Linked DNA regions of Ovis aries: region 2 is linked to region 1. The links are chromatin contacts, called in public Hi-C maps. All regions are on one chromosome and are shown on one strand. The core of a region is the stretch at or near the end of the contact, and the rest is flanking DNA. Distances in the headings are between cores, read along the strand shown. Region 1 has its middle 190 kb from the start of TRNAC-ACA. Region 2 overlaps ASAP1 (ArfGAP with SH3 domain, ankyrin repeat and PH domain 1).

Region 1 (5,183 bases), core at 1,769-4,268:
ATCCAAATCCGTCCCTGATGTAGTTAGCCTAAGGAAAATTCTTTTGTTTCAGTGAACCTGGAGGCAAAGAAAATCACTGGGCTAGAGAAGCAGTCTTTGTCACAAGGTTGGAGAAGTAATGTCGGGCAGAGATGGTTGGGTAAATCAGGTCAGCTTTTCCCCACCTCAGTAACTTGGCCATCTTCCCTTCTAGGTCTTGATTGTACAAAAGGTACAAGTGACTTCACATCCAATGAATCCTGAGTGGCATGGAGGGACAGGGAGATATTGTATGCCAAGAAGCCAAATGGCCGGTTATGTTCAGATTGTAAAGAGATGGTCAGAGCTGGTAGAGTTTTCAGGGATGCTACAGGTAAAGCTCTTTGTTTCTATGGGTGGGACGTTGGAAGCACAGGCAACCAGTGTGACTTACAGAACTGGTTATAGAGTGGGTTTTCAGGCTCAGCTGTGTAAAAGTCTTTGCGACTCCACGGACGATTGCCCCTCAGGATCCTTTGTTCATGGAATTTCCCAAGCAAGAATACTGAGTGGGTTGCCATTTCTTCCTCCAGGGGATCTCCAGGAATCAAACTCGAGTGTCCTGTGTCTCCCACGTTGGCAGGCAGATCTTTACCACTGAGCCATCAGGGAAGCCCACAGCGGAAGGGTAGTGGTCAGAAGCGGCCAAGAGGAGAGGCACAGAAAAGCCCCAGGCGTGACATTCACTGTCCTCTGCCTGCGGACTCCTGGGAGCAGCGCTGACCTTCCCAGTTATGATGTGGCAACATTCGCAGAGTATTCTGAACCAGAGGAGCCCCCCTGAGCCTTGTTCCCAGAGTTCTTATTGGGGTCAAGTGGCCCACAGTGACCTTGGTCACCTACACATGCTTGACAGCCATGTGGCTGACCTCAGTCTCCTTCCTGAGATCAAGTTGGCACCCCATGACCCAAGGACCCCCATCCCAAATTACAGCATCCGCACAGACTAGCAGGCAAGGGCCAAGGCCCCCAGGTAAATAAAGACTTTCAGGTGGGACGTTCCAAGGGCTCAGAGGTGACCCCCCAGGAGCTGGGGCAGGTGATAAACCTTTCTCTGGGCAAGGAGGTCCTTCGCTGTACAAGCTCTAGCTTTATCCCGGTCAAGTTCACAACGTTCATTCACTCATGTGGCCCAGTTTGGGCGAGTCTCTGCTCTTAACAGTCGGGTTTGTCTTCTCCCTTCCTCTGCCTTCTCCTTCCTCTTCCAGGGCTAGAAAACAGAGTCACTCAGGCATCTGCTCTCTTTTGCATTCTACTGGCTTCCTGTAGATCCTTGCATCTGCACCTTTTTTTTCCATCCTCATTGTCAAGGTCACTGTGGGCCCCTTGAGGCAGGACAAACACCCCCTAACTGGCCTCTCCAACTCTCTCCCCCGCCCCGCCCCCGGCAGTCCACCCTCTGGAGTGTTTAGAGGGACCTCTCTAGATATCACCAGTAGAGGCTTATCCTTCGCTTGAAAGCCTTAGGTGATTTCTACCACCCACAGTGTTCAAGCTGTCCTGGCAAACGCAGCGCTACTTGCTTTTCTGGACCCTTGCCCTATCACGTTCTCACCTGTCTTCTGAATAGGATGTTGCTATTCACACCCCTTTCCATCTGGATTATTTTCCTGCCTCTCTCACGCCTCTCCAAGTCCCCCTCCCTCTGCCTCACCGCCCTCCACTCATCAGGCGAGGCCAACCTCCCTGGGCTCAATTAACAAGTCACCTCCCAGGAGAAGCCTTCCTGGTCCTCCCTGGATGCTTCCTCAGTGCTGTAGACAATCCTGCTCTTCTTTTTACCTTGTCCCATGTTTCCAGCCCTTTGCCTGGTGCATAGGAGATGCTCAGGAAATATTTGTTGGCTTAATTCGCAGAGAACAAATAATACAATTTGCAGCATATCTGACTCCATATACTAAAGAGGTCTTCTGAGGCTGGATTTTATTACAGGTTGATTTCCAAACATAATGGGATTAGACTTACTTAAAATTAAAAAAAAAATTTTAACTTTATTTTTAATTTTTTTTGGCCACAACATGCAGCACATGGGATTTTAGTTCCCTGACCAATGATCAAGCCTGTGCCCTTTGCATTAGAAGAGTCTTAACCAGAATCTTTACCAGTGAACTGCCAGGGAAGTCCTCCCCCATTTTTTAAAAAAATTGAAATATAGTTGAATTGGGCTTCCCTGGTGGCTCAGCAGTAAAGAATCTGCCTGTAATCCAGGAGACACAGGGGGCACAGGCTTGATCCCTAGATTGGGAAGATTCCCTGGAGAAGGCAATGGCAATCCACTCCAGTATTCTTGCCTGGAAAATTCCATGGATAGAGGAGCCTGGCGGGCTACAGTCCATGGGGTCATAAAGGAGTTGGACACAACTGAGTCAGCATGTACACATACGTATATACACACACACACATTCAGTTTTATATGTATACACACAATAATAAATACTTACATACACATTTTTCCATGTTCTTTTCCATTATGGTTTATCACAGGATATTAAATACATTTCCCTGTGCTGTGCAGTAGGATCTTCTTGTTTACCCATTCTATGTAGACCAGTTGGCATCTGCTAATCCTAAGGGCCCAGTCCAACCCTCACCTCCCTGCCTTCCCACTGGCTGCCACCGGTCCATTCTCTCCCTCTAATGGGCTTAGACTTCTGATTCTCATTTTTTCCTTGTTATTGGCCACAGTTTTCATGTCAGATCTTTCATTTTCATGTTTGTATCCCCTCCAGTTTCTTCCTTATTCCTACCATGGCTTCTTGTTATCTGCAGAAATCTTTTCTTCCCTCCTCGAGAGCTCTGCTCTGGAACTAGTAAGTGACTCAATGACTTTATCAGGTAAAGCTTGGCTGTAAAGCAAATCAAGTACTCCTGGCAGGCTCTGCTTTATGAGAGAATATTTACTATGATTGAGCCCTGGAAGCTGGTTATCAGGTACTGGCTGTGTTTTAAATATTGCGTTGTTTTCTCACTGTTGTTTCAGCTGCCGGAAGGAAGCACCAACAGTCTCCAATACTGCCACCCTGTGGCGAAGTGGGATAACAAGCAGGTTTAGGGAAAGTGCTGGTTTGTATCAACCCACGTTTCCCCCTGTTGTGGACTGAAAGGCCGTATGAGGACACAGTGAAGCGGTGGTTGCCTGCAAACCAGGGAGAGAGCTCTCACCGTAAACGGACCATGGCCACATCCTGATCCTGGTCTTACCAACAAAGCTGTGAGAAATGCATTTCTGTTGTTTAAACCATTCAGTCTGTGATATTTTAAGGCAGCCAAGGAACACTAAAACAGCGGTCTATTCCGATCCTGGCTTATCCTGTGAGTCACAAATATTCAGTGGGTTTAAATCATCTTTATTTATTACTGAACTTAATAGCAAATTTATTGAAAAGTTAATGATATTTAACTCTACTCAAGACCCTGTAATGATCTTTTGGGAATAGAATCTAAAAAAGAGTGCGTGTATGTATATGTACAATTGATTCACTTTGCTGTATAGCAGAAACTAACACACCATTGTAAATCAACTATACTCCAATAAAATGAATTGAAAAGTAAACGATATTTAATGTAATTTAAATTTTAAAGTCACAAGCGTCTGCTGGGAGTAGGCATCTTTTTAAAGAAAGTATTCATTTATTTGGCTGCACTGGGTCTTTGTTGCGGCTTGCAAACTCTCAGTTGCAGCATCTGGGTTCTACTTCCCTGACCAGGGATTGGACCTGGGCCCCCTGCATTGGGAGAGTGGCGTTTTAGCCACTGGGCCACCAGGGAATTCCCAGGAGTAGATGTTTTATGGAAACCAGAAAAGTGAAGTTGCTCAGTCATGTCCAACTCTTTGTGACCCCATGGACTGTATCAAACCAGGTTCCTCCATCCATGGGATTTTCCAGGCAAGAATACTGCAGTGGGTTACCATTCCCTTTTCCAGGAGATCTTCCCAACCCAGGGATTAAACCAGGGTTTCCTGCATTGCAGGCAGATGCTTCACCATCTGAGCCACCAGGGAAGTCCATGGAAACTGGATAAGGGGTTAAATATGAGTCACGTGAGTTGATACAGGGATGGCAAATGCAGATACAGACACTGACTAGAGGGGCTCAAGGGAGAAAGCTAGGAAAGGTAGAGAAATAACAAAGAGGGCTCTGGGCTTCCAAAGACCTTAAAGAAGGGGTTTGAATCCATTTTACATAAATCTCTGAGCACTCAACTATTATCTGGGTTACTAATAACATCTTAAGTTATAGGTCCCCTCCAAGTTACAGACTGGATAGACCTGCTCTAAAAATTTCAGTCATGATTCTTGTGTTCAGGTGAGGAAAAGCATGGAGCCTCTTCCAGAATGTTGTATATATGTGGCTTTTTCCTTTCTAGGCATGATGTAATTTATATAGTACTTTAGAAAAAAAATAATGTATTTTATTACTGTTAGCAAGTGGAACAATAAAAATTACTAAGAACTAAGATAAAGGGGTGGGTGGTGGCTTCCCAGGTGGCGCTTGGTGGTAAAAAACCACCTGCCAATGCAGGAGATGCAAGGGACTTGAGCTTGATCCCTGGGTAGGGAAGATGCCCTGGAGAAGGAAGTGGCAACCCATTCCAGTATTCTTGCCTAGGAAATCCCACGGACAGGGGAGCCTGGTGGTCTACAGTTCATGGGGTTGCAAAGAGTCAGACGTGACTGAGCAACTGAGCTGAAGACAAAGGTAGTCCTAGCAATGGCACCCCACTCCAGTACTCTTGCCTGGAAAATCCCATGGACAGAGGAGGCTGGTGGGCTGCAGTCCATGGGGTTGCTAAGAGTCGGACACGACTGAGTGACTTCACTTTTACTTTTCACTTTCATGCATTGGAGAAGGAACTGGCAACCCACTCCAGTGTTCTTGCCTGGAGAATCCCAGGGATGGGGGAGCCTGGTGGGCTGCCGTCTCTGTGGTCTCAGAGTCGGACATGACTGAGGCGACTTAGCAGCAGCAGCTTGAGCCTAAGCATTGTCCACTGGGGGGAATTCTGACATGTTTGGGCAGATCAGGCTGACAGAAGTGGGAAGAGGGAGTATTGCCTGAGGAGCTTCTTGGAGGATACACTTATTCTAATGGAAGCAGATATAGAATTAAGGAGGAAGAAGACTTAACTGTTTGCAAATTAAAACTTTAGCTGATTACTAAGCT
Region 2 (4,656 bases), core at 1,560-4,059, 430 kb before region 1:
AGGATATCAGGATCTCTATATATTGGATGTATTTAAGATAAGGTACACCTGTACTGAATGTATAATTCAAATCCTATACACAGAATGATGGTTTAGTTATACAGCGAAGTACTATGGAGCCTGTGGAAGTGGATTCTGCCATTTTATTTGTCTGGTCATGGAGAGCTAACAAGCTTTAAAAGAAAGTATGCAAAATATATGAGTAACAGAAGGTTTAAAAAAACCAAAACTTGGTTGGCCAGAAAGTTCATTTGAGTTTTTCCCCAACACCTTATCCGAACAAACTTTCTGGCCAACCCAACATTTGGCAGCGAAACCTGACCTGAATGCACGTGGTGGTTAGGCTGGACTTGAACTGAGGCGGGAATTCTCATTTATCCTACTTCATGTAACTGTTCACCCGAGGAGTCACCAGGGGGCGCTACACAACACTGCATATAGCAAGTGCACCCTGCCAGCTCTTCTGGAATCTGTACAAGTCTGAATCTGGAAAAACATCTAGCCCCAAGAGTTCTGGAAAAGAGCCCATGGAGCTGCATCTCTCTCTCTCTCTCTCACACACACACAAATGTGTGTATAAATTATCAGTATCTCTGTGTATAAATCTGTGAAACACTTTCAAAGGACAGACTATAATATTAGTATTCCCAGAAGTTAAGAATTATGTAATGATCTTTATCTGCTTATTTGGAATTTCCTGTATTTCCCTCATTTTTATAGTAAGCACATACAACTTTTATAATAGAAAGCAAAAAGAAAACCTCCCTGCTTTCACCCACCTTCCCCCAAATGGACAGCTCTCAGGTCATGAAATGTCCCACAATACTAGTCAGTGGCGAGGCATGTCAGGACGTGAGGGGAAGCCTGGCAGATCAAAAGCTTAAATCTTTCAATTATGGATTACCATTTTGCAAAATGATTTTTGCAAATTTTTTTTTTTTTTTTGCCATGCCACATGTGGGATATCAGTTCCCCAACCAGGGATCAAACCCGTGGCACTTGCAGTGGGAGGGGGTAGTTCAAACCACTGAACCACAAGGCAATTCCCCAAATGATGACGTTTGAAAAATGTATTATCCTGGGACTTCCCTGGCAGTCCAATGGTTAAGACTCCGTGCTTCCAACGCAGAGGGTATGGGTTGGATCCCTGGTCAGGAACTAAGATTCCGTATGCTGTGTGGCATGGCCAAAAACAAAATAAAATAAAAATTTAAAAACATATAATTCAGAGCACCCAGAGGCTATCAATTACATTGAGGATACCCAGGCTTTCAGTGCTTTTCCACGTTTTAAAAACTTGAGAAATAATCCATTTGCTGTGAGTCTAGATGCAACCTGCACATTTCCAACTATTCTCGTTTGAAGAGGAAGAAAAGAAGGAAAATTAAAAAAATCCTTAACCCAAACCACAATGCCCTGCAGTCAGAGATTGCAAACAGGAAATGCTACGCAGCTGGAGAAACCTCTGCTTTGCTTCAGTAGTTCTGAAGCAATAACTGCCCTCTAACTGATAAAAGAGGCCTGGGCTCTTATGCAAGCTCCAGAATGTCCAGGAGGCACACTCAGTCCTGGCTGGACTGGAATCCTCCTGGGCACCTCCGACAATTTCAAAAGAGCTTCTCCATTTATTTCTATAACTGCTGCTACATCGGGGTTCTTGGCATACGGTTTAAATGGTTTGCCTCTGCCCACTGAGAATCTATTTCAATCCACCAATTACTCCTTTCCTGTCCCATTTTTGTGGTTTGGTAATTAAATGGATGCAGGGCTCTGTTGACTCCTTTGCTTCTTTGTCAGGATCACAGGATGATGGCCTGACGCTGGGTATAAGCACGTCCAGCATAGTTTAGCAAGTGATGACTTTACAGAAAAAAAGAAAAAGGCACACAAAAAGAGTGAACCCAATTCTGGCACTGTATATTTAATCAAATGAAAAATAAAGAAAACCTGCTGCTGCTGCTAAGTCACTTCAGTCGTGTCCGACTCTGTGTGACCCCATAGATGGCAGCCCACCAGGCTCCCCCGTCCCCGGGATTCTCCAGGCAAGAACACTGGAGTGGGTTGCCATTTCCTTCTCCAGTTCACGCAAGTGAAAAGTGAAAGTGAAGTCGCTCAGTGGTGTCCAGCTCTTAGCGACCCCATGGACTGCAGCCCACCATCCATGGGATTTTCCAAGCAGGAGTACTGGAGTAGGGTGCCATTGCCTTCTCTGAAAGAAAACCTAGGGACAACTGAAAACGCAAGAGCACCCAGCTCTTCTCCTTCTTCTTTTGCTTACAAGGAAGCGTTAGTTATTAATACATTAGCTGAAGGGCATCTGAAGTAGAAGGGATCGAATGGATAAAGACACGGAAGCAAAGAACAGCCAAAGTTCCGGTAACAGCAAAATAATCTGCTGTATCCGGAGCTGACTTAGATTAGGAAAGTTTTGGTTTTTTCCTTTTTTTGTCACTTCCTCTACACTTTCTTCTTTTAAAAAAGTTATTTGTTTTTAATTGGAGGATGCTTGCTTTACAATGCTGTGTTGGCTTCTGCCATACATCAACATGAATCAACCGTTAAGTATGCCTGTGTCCTTTCCGGAAGGCATCGGAAGGATGAGTTCAGAGAGACTGAACTCTGAATATTTCCAATAATTTTTAAAAACTGCTACTATCAACAAAGCAGGCTATGAACCAAACCTCCAAAAGATACTTCGAAGGAAAGCTCAGGCACTTAAAACCTCACTGCAAAGGTATTAAAAACGTCAACAAAAGAGATTATGTCCGTGGTTCTCTGGCCTCTCACCACTAGGAGGCAGCACTCCCGAGACACAGCAAACATGATGAAGGGATTCACTTCCAGGAGGACACAGTTAATCCCTTCACCTTGTGAGAGCAGTGACCTCCTAGAGGCCTTTAACTAGAAGAAAAACTCGGAAGGCACAGGAGCTGGTTTAGACAATTTATAAGAGTCAGAAGGAAGTAGGAATTGGTCTATAGGAACAATAGGGAGACTAGAGTTTGGTTTTTGGTCTGTGCATTTTTTAAATTCTGAAATTAAAGCTATACAATGAGAGCTATATTATCGAAGATTCTCTCCAAGAATAGCTGTATTATTAAAGACTTTCCCCAACTTTCTCTCCCTGACTAACATCTGTTCATTTACATTTTTGTTAACTTTATTAAATTGAAGAAAAATGATAGATTCACAAAAAGTTGCAAAAAGGCCATTTTCCTTTAAGAAAGTCCACGATGAAACAGCAGAAATGCTTGATTTTTTACTACACCCCAACATGCCATGATATATCTTTTTAATATTCTGTTTGATGAAACAGGACACATAGGATGTGAAGAACTGCCAAGGTGCACCAAAGGGCAACGGCGATCTTGAGGAATGCAGGTTTTCAAGCTGCTAGTTGAACTGGCTGGTTTTGTCAGTTTTCCAGTAGAATACCGCTTTTTTTCCCATAAAAGAGTGACCGATGAACTGTGCTATTGAAACCTGGGTATTTGGCAAACATTTTTTAAAATGAATCACTCACCACTACAAGGTAAACAGGTGGCAGCATTTGTTGCTAATGACAGAACTGGAACTTCCAGAGAAAGGTTAAAATTTTGGAAAAACTCTGCCACCATGGACTCGACAGTTCCCAGACCCTTAAAGTTACATGGTTTCAAATTCATATTGCTACTAACCTTTTTAAGGAATCATAATCTTGTTTTGCTGCTGCTGCTATGTCGCTTCAGTTGTGTCCCACTCTGTGCGACCCCAGAGACGGCAGCCCACCAGGCTCCCCCGTCCCCAGGATTCTCTAGGCAAGAACACTGGAGTGGGTTGCCATTTCCTTCTCCAATGCATGAAAGTGAAAAGTGAAAGTGAAGCCGCTCAGTCGTGTCCAACTCTTCGTGACGCCATGGACTGCAGCCTACTAGGCTCCTCCGTTCATGGGATTTTCCAGGCAAGGGCATGGGAGTGGGGTGCCATAGCCTTTGGCTTTGTTTTGCCATAGTATCAAAGAAAAATATTGGTAATTACCTGCAAAGGGTCTTAAAGTACTTTTCTCTGTAATTTTGTCTACTTCAACTAAAAAACATATCACAACAAAAGGAATTAATACATTAAAAAAAATGCCTCAGTTTTAAATTCTAAGATAGTAAACAGGGATAGGAATATTCCACATAAACACAAACTCTTGGGTGGCCTCAATCATTTTTAACATTAGGATCCTAATACCCAAAAGTTTTAGAACTGCTAGCTAAGAGTCTCCCAATATAATATATATATAACCCACTAATGAGGGAAGGCCTTCCCTGGTGGCTCAGATGATAAAGAATCGCCTGCAGTGCAGGAGACCTGGGTTCCATCCCTGGGTTGAGAAGATCCCCTGGAGAAGGGAAAGGCTACCCACTCCAGTATTTTTGCCTGGAGAATCCCACGGACAGAGGAGCCTGGTGGGCTACTGTCCATGAGGTCGCAAAGAGTTGGACATGACTGAGCGAGTAAGCACAAGCGCAGTGAGGGAAACCAGAGGGAGAAACTAGGGAAGAAAGCATCGACACTTCGCAAGCTGCAGAGAAACAGGAGCAGGATGGCAGCTGGCACAGGGCCCTGCCATGGCATCCGACGGGCCGTTGGCATCCCGTCTACTGTGCTCCTGCTTAGTCAGTCGCATTC

What was found. Hi-C and Micro-C count contacts between places; a contact is called where the count stands out from the background.
Region 2: a contact with region 1 is called in a Hi-C map of liver, with 5 times the contacts expected there. The contact joins two enhancer-like sites. A contact is called at or near these places in 13 of 16 Hi-C or Micro-C datasets (blood, hypothalamus, liver and 7 more).

What each region holds. Positions count from the first base shown.
Region 1 is chr9:23,143,511-23,148,693 of ARS-UI_Ramb_v3.0, reverse strand. No RefSeq gene overlaps it. Among named protein-coding and RNA genes, the nearest start is that of TRNAC-ACA, 190 kb to the right of the region's middle. Within about 2 kb of position 3,018, at least 4 of the 54 cell types and tissues checked have an H3K27ac peak or open chromatin away from gene starts, as enhancers often do. A contact at or near this core is called in liver, where this site is marked.
Region 2 is chr9:23,574,399-23,579,054 of ARS-UI_Ramb_v3.0, reverse strand. The region is part of intron 6 of ASAP1 (ArfGAP with SH3 domain, ankyrin repeat and PH domain 1); the gene reads right to left. Among named protein-coding and RNA genes, the nearest start is that of TRNAC-GCA, 64 kb to the right of the region's middle. Within about 2 kb of position 2,809, at least 4 of the 54 cell types and tissues checked have an H3K27ac peak or open chromatin away from gene starts, as enhancers often do. A contact at or near this core is called in liver, where this site is marked.